Regions from separate parts of the Mus musculus genome. Here region 1 is linked to region 2. The links are chromatin contacts, called in public Micro-C maps. All regions are on one chromosome and are shown on one strand. The core of a region is the stretch at or near the end of the contact, and the rest is flanking DNA. Distances in the headings are between cores, read along the strand shown.

Region 1 (3,341 bases), core at 270-2,769, 320 kb after region 2:
ATGCTGGCTTTGGACCAGTCTGATACAGTGATAACTTTGGTACATCACAAGAAAGCTGGGGCAAGGACCTCCAATGATGACTCTCAGGTAAGTGGAGAAGGATATGGCCTCCAAAACAAAAACCAAAAAACCAAAAAAACAACAACAACAAAAAGTGAAGCTGAGGAGACAGATGTAGCATTAAGGGACAATGTGGACATAGGAAGGGGAGGAGTATTTCTACATACATGTGTGCATCTTCCAAAGCTTTATAGTGTGTCAAAAACAAAGCCTTAGGAGCAAGGTGAGGAACTTACTTATCCCTTTAGTATCTCATAGTTGACTTTAAATCTTTAGAAAGCCCAGGTTATTTTTTTTTTTTGAGCCTTAAAATTATGCCCAAATTAAATCTACTTCACATTTTTAGCCAAGTTATTTCCGGTGGTGGGGAGATGGGAAGTAGGGGCTCAGAGTCAGGGGAGAGCAGAGAAGGGGGATGGGACGCAATGGCAGAGGAAAACACGTCTCTATGTCTTCCCTACCGGCTGGCTCAGTCAACAGCCATATCACATTTGAGTTTTTATTTCTTTCTATTCCCTTGTGGTTTGGGAAGGAATAAATGAGGAGGAAGGGGGGAGTGCTTTACAGTGTTAGCATTTATCTTTCAACAAACAGGAAATGAAAGCGCTGCCATATTAGGACCTACATGATGCTACCCACCCTCTGTTTCTCGGTGCATTATTGAACTGCCAAACTAAGTCTCTAAACACATAATGCCAAAGGAATTTGGGTTTTCAGAGTGGCGCAGACAAAACAATTAAAGCGTGGGGAATAGCATTTTTCTATGGTTATTCATTTTTTTCTTTTTACATTAAGTGCCCTAAAGTGTTTTTGTTTGTTTGTTTTGTGGGGTTTTTTTCTGGAGACACACTAAAACGAAAATACTCTTCTGCCGTGTTTTTTGCTTTATTTTATTTTTTAAGTTTGTTTTGAAAACTAGGATGGGGCAGAAAGGAATTAAGTCACGCATCATGCATGCCACTCTTTCTAAAACCGTGAAGTAAGTAGACTGCCCATGCCGAACAACACAAATTAAAGGGTGAGAGGTGGTATTTATGGAAGAGTCTGCTGAATATTAATTTTGACTTAATTTGGGGGTAAACATCTCCGATGTAGCAATTACAAGGAATAAGTAGTGTGGAAAGAGGAAAAAATCTAAAGGCCAAGCATGGGGGCGCCATCCTCTCGGTATCCACCAAGTCTGACCTTCCAGCAGACAGGACCAACTACAATGTGGACACAAGCCACATCCACACCCTGAAGTTAAGTGACTGAGCTAAGATCACATTCCCCGAACTCCTCCAAGCCATCCACATTCCCTGGGTCTTTTCCTTCCATAGTGTGAGAACACCGAGTATGACCGGAGGGAGCACACCCTTGGTATAACTCCCTCTGCCCTAATGCTTTCCCCAGTGGGTGGCACACAAGCAGGAGAGTGAGTCCCCTTAGAGGGCGCTCCTGAGCAGGGAGGGGGTCACTGGAATTACCCAGTCTGTATACCAACTCTCTTGAAAGGCAGCAGAGTGGAAGCAGGTAACAGATACACTCTCCTGTGCTGTGTCAAATTCTGGCCTCAGAGCAGTCTGTAATCCTTCGGAGCACTTCATTTTTTCTTCTAAATATGGAATCCTCGTCTCTGAACTCGCAGGGTTGTTCTGAGCTTGAGTTCCGCACAGAGCAAGCTCAGTGCTGCTAATGAATGCTTCATGGAGGTTAAAAATACCTGCTGCAATTTTTTTTTTTTTTAAGGAGAAATTAAATCAGTCTAGTCTACACTGGCTGGGTATATCTTTGGAATCAGGATCCACACAATGGGGTGTAATGGAGTCAGCTGGGAGTCTGGGTGGGAAGAGAAGGCCCATGTCTTAAAGACGAGAATAAGGCAGGAAGTGTGGGAAGATGGGGTCTAAGGCTGACAGACTTATCTCGGGGCCTCACTCTGTCCTGGGCAAACAATTATTCTCTATTGGTTGATAGTCACACCCTCTTCTATTAGCCAAGCCTCAAACTGGGTTTTTCAGAGAGACAAAGTTGTGGACGCTCAGAACTCATACATTGCTCAAACACCACTCATTAATGCCAAATTTATGGTGTTCCACTCAGTGTCTGCAAAGACAAAAGCCAGGCATGAGAGCCACCAGCTACCGCATGCCAGAGAGAAGGGAGCAGAGTTTGCGGTTCCTTCACCATTCTCCTCCTATCTGCTGTTGGGAGGACTTTGTAAGGGCACCCTCGTAATTCCTACTAGTGACACATAGGGCTCTACTGAAACGAGTGTCCCTAATGTAAGAGCACTGCAGTTATTAGGGACCAGTAAGTTATCTGCCTGGACAGATAATAAGGCTCTGGGTCCACTTGATTTATGTTCTTTAATTGGGGAAACTGAGGCACAGAGGATGAACACCTGTGAGGCCATGAAGCCAAGAAAGGACAAGAGTAAAACTAGAGACCTGCTTTATAACGAACGCTAGGTGTGACATTATCCAGACAGTCTGATCTTCAGACTCCCTTGGTACCGTCCCTGAATTGGGGGCGGGGAGAATCTTCCATATATCACTCTTCACCCTGATTAATGGCACCACTCTGATAAAGGAGTTGGGATTGGCAGTGACAGCAGGCACCTCACCTGAGGAGCTGGTGGGACTGAGATGTTCCCAAGGAGCCTGCTAACCAACCTCTCAAGACAGCAAACAGGAAGCCTGGGTTTGTGTGAGGGCCACAACAGCCCAAGTGAATGCAAGGGAGACTGGGTGACGCCGTTCTCGAGTGGACTTCACCAGAGACTATCTCACTTCCAAAGCCAGCTTTTACGTACGGTGACCCAACAGTCGGACTGTCTGTGTCTGACTGTGGCAGAAGGTACACAGTTACACTGCTCCCCGAGCTGCACGTGACCAAAGCGAAAAGGAACAAGGGCTCAGAAGTAAAATCCACATAGCCTAAACAGGAGTCTCTGGAAAGAAGGACCACAACTCCTCCACCAACCTGGTCAGTGACCGAACAGTAACTCTGCATCCATCCACTCCACCGCCATTTGCGTTCTTTCTGAATTCAGCACCAGGACAAACTTGTAAAGATTTCTTGACCATCAACTACCATGTTCAGTGACCCACACCTCACTTCACCCCAACTCAAGAATTTCCCTGCTTTTATTGTGTTCTGTCGCCATTTTAACATTCTTCACATGTTGTTACTAAAGACTCTCTTGACATTTAAAGCAGACACATACTAATACTCAAGTCATAGTCTTGGAATCCTAATGCCTGCAGACTTAGGCAGGATTTTAAATTATGAAAAATAAG
Region 2 (3,393 bases), core at 770-3,269:
ACGATGATGAAGTTTTCATGTTTTGGCAGCTGTTGTAATTTTGCTTTCACAGACGCAAGACAAATTTTTCCCATATAAGTGACTTTTCCCATTCAGCGGTAAGTTTCAGAAAAATTCTGCTATTGTGATTTTTAGATGGCATGTGTTTCAGGAGCTCTATAAAACACACACACCTAAAAAGGTTTACAGTTGAATTCTTTTCATTTTAGTCAGCTGTAGACAAGTTTTAGTCTACATTTTTAAATAATTGACTCCATTATATTTCATAAAATATAGGTTAGTTCTGAAGGCAATAGTTAGCACTTACATAAAGAGCTTTTTTTAATCTTCAGAAAGCTTGTAAATCTAAAATAATTTTTACATCCCTGTGAGGCGAGTCAGAAACTCTTGAATTCCCAGTTTTAAGAAAAAGAGACTGAGGAAGGAAACTGGGGTTGAGCTGGAAATATCAAAGATGGAGGCCCTAAAGAGACCACTGTTCTTCATTTGCCTGGGCAGAGGCGCTTCCATCTTCCCGCACAGTTCCCTGTGTACATGAGAGGAAACATCTAGCCCTGTAATAACTGCAGAGGTTAGGAGCTGTAATTAAAACTACATAAAATTAATTGATGGACTTAGAAAGATTTATGCACCTTGAAATAAAAGTACTTTCAAGTACTTTAGATTTATATCTCAGACTTGTCAATTTGGTGCGTGGGTGTGTCCGTTTTTTTTTTTTTTTTTAAATGAGGTGAGGATGTAATTATTCAAGTGCAGAGATGCTTCAGGTTGCTCTGAACACGTTCGCTCGTGGCTTACACCCAGCAGGATACAAGTGGCCCCCTTGGACCACTCCATCCTCAGGCTCTGCCCTGAGTCCTGATCACGGCTTTAAAAATGACTGGTTTATCTGTAAAGAACCTGGACGGTTCTGCAGAGCCCGTACCATAGGGATTTACTAATTGCCCTGCCATTTCCCAATACAAGAAAGGGTTGCATCTTTGTGATTGTCCTTGTTTTTAGGGATTCATCCAGCACTCAAATAAGATTGCACTCCCAAAAATAAGAAAAGATGTGGATGCAGGGCAGATGAGAAAGTCGCACACGACCTCCTTGGGAAGCCTTGAAAACAGCAAAATAGGGGAGGGCTCAGATACTGAGCCATACTGAGCCAGGGCAAGCTAATCAACCATCTAAGCAGATAGCATTCCCTAGCTATCCTCTGCCTTGGATTCCATTGCTTCTAATGAACACCCTTACTCATTTTTCTAGCCAGGATAAGGGAGGGCTTGGAATTTTAAATGTTTTCTGTATCATGGTCTCTTCAGAAAACTCCCAACATCACTACCTGAAACGATGAATCTCTTATGCTACCGCAGCTTCCAAATTTCTAAAAAGGATACTTAAAACCGTTTAGCTCTTTCAAAAAATACTCTTTATCCTCTATCTTTCTTACCATGAAATCAAACTCACATGTGTGTAAATGCGCCTACTCGGATCATTTCAAGATCTATATATTATCATGATAAATGTATGTAATTAGTAATGATGTAGAAATTTAAAAAAAGAAAAATCCTTACCCCTCCCCCCAATTAAGCAACACACTTTGCAGATGGAACCAGGTGGCTCCGATGTGTCTGGTATTTCCGGTGAGGCAGCGCTGGGATTGCGAGTACAGGAGCAATCATGCCTTACTAAAAGAGGGAGCTATCTTCACAGCTCCATCTGCATAATTGATCCCGTATGAAGCGAGCCCGGTAGCCCAGGAGCACTCTGGGGATCCCTTGTTTGTCTCAGCATGTTCAATGTCTGGGAGGCATTACCCATCAAGTCCTGTTCACTCAGCATCCTTCCTCGTGGCTTTTTCTGGGAGCCCCAGGAACCTTCTCCCACTAATGATAAAATAATCAGAAGCATAAAAATGTTTCTTTTGGACAAATTTGACATGTTATAATGGTTGAGTGTTGATGACTCAGAGTCTCCCCGCGCCGCCCCCCTCCATCGCCACCGCTTTATTTAGAGACAGCAGGCAGTGGAAGGAAGCAGACAGCTGCAGAAGTTTCCTACCAAGATGAAAGTCGAGAAATTCTTCCTAAACACGGCTTGGTTATCAATGATGAAACGGGTCTGGATTCTTGGGGCTGTGGCTCACAGAAACACTATTGTCCCCATGCCTCGTCTGAATATTTTAAGGTCACGTTGCAATTCAAAGGCAAGCAGGTGGAAGTCTCAAAAATGAGATGGGGTTTGATTTAAGCTGACTATGTTATTGAGAAAACGCCTCAGTGGTGGTTGGTTTTCATTTTCTGTTTAGCTATTTGTGGTAAATACATAGAAACCGGAATCTTGTCTGGCAGTAGGACCAATCAGACACACTCATGGGTCAAAAACCACTCTTTAGAAGCTTCTAAAAACTGAGTGTGTGTGTGGCGGGGGGGGGGGGGGGGGGAAGGGTAGGGGGGGTAGGTACACGCTTTGGTAAAGTTCTACCAGAGATGCAAAGGTAGAAATGCCTACCAGTAAACAAAGCAATTAAGGTATTTAAAAGATAATTGTGACACATTCATTCACTGTAAGGGAAGTAACTTTGATGTACACAAAATTAAGGGACTCATCTGAAGCCTGAGAAAATTACATTCAATGTATGAAGAAAATCCAACCAAGCATGGGAGGAAGGCGCCCAAGGGGCATTGCTCTCTGTTCCCAGATGCCCGCCTCTGAGAACAGTAGTTGGTTATTGAGGAGTGGAAAACCCTGGGGCTGAGTGGCAGGTACAAAGGCCAGATAATGAAGGACATTATCTGAAACCCAGAAGGTTTAGAATGTTTACATTCCCCCCTGGAGGATATGAAATATCACCAAGAAGAAGAAGAAAAACAAATAAACCAAAGGTAAAACCCCACTTTCCATACGGAAATGCTTCTTAAACAGGGCAGCTTTCTCAGGGATAGGTTTACAGCAAAGAACAGTCAGGGAGCCACTTCTAACTCAGGGGACGATGTCATTTAACAGGGAGAGGAGAAACAGAATCCAGATAGGTGATGGCTGACCATGAATCTGTTAAGCTTGCGAAAATTCTTGGAATATTTGTGCAAAGATGCAAAAGGAGTGGGTCAAAGAAAATAGTCATCGTATGGCTTGAGAACCTACTAGCCCATTGATATAGAAAGATCTAAATGACTTGGGTCTATAGATGTGAGAAACATGGGCGGATTTCATTCACAGGGTAGAAAGGATCAGGTTGAATTAAACTCTGGGCTACAGCACAGTGACAGCACATAATGGAATGGTCCTTTTGAAAAGCCGCAGAACACATAAGCAAATGAAAGCTGGGGTGACCAGTTTGATAACTGGCTTGGTTGTGGTGACCTTTAACAGGTAGCCCAGGAGACTGGCTGAACTGCTGAAGGACTG

What was found. A called contact is a pair of places that touch in the nucleus more often than the background predicts.
Region 1: a Micro-C map of muscle stem cells shows a contact between it and region 2, with 2.5 times the contacts expected there. The contact joins two enhancer-like sites. A contact is called at or near these places in 3 of 484 Hi-C or Micro-C datasets (the C2C12 cell line, muscle stem cells and myocytes) and 1 of 115 datasets of contacts at active chromatin or transcription factors (neural progenitor cells).

Annotation. Positions count from the first base shown.
Region 1 is chr6:98,955,207-98,958,547 of GRCm38.p6, forward strand. All of the region lies in intron 11 of Foxp1 (forkhead box P1), which reads right to left. Among named protein-coding and RNA genes, the nearest start is that of Gm38865, 170 kb to the right of the region's middle. Within about 2 kb of position 1,520, at least 39 of the 459 cell types and tissues checked have an H3K27ac peak or open chromatin away from gene starts, as enhancers often do. A contact at or near this core is called in the C2C12 cell line and muscle stem cells, where this site is marked.
Region 2 is chr6:98,630,637-98,634,029 of GRCm38.p6, forward strand. No RefSeq gene overlaps it. Among named protein-coding and RNA genes, the nearest start is that of 4930595L18Rik, 80 kb to the left of the region's middle. Within about 2 kb of position 2,020, at least 36 of the 459 cell types and tissues checked have an H3K27ac peak or open chromatin away from gene starts, as enhancers often do. A contact at or near this core is called in the C2C12 cell line and muscle stem cells, where this site is marked.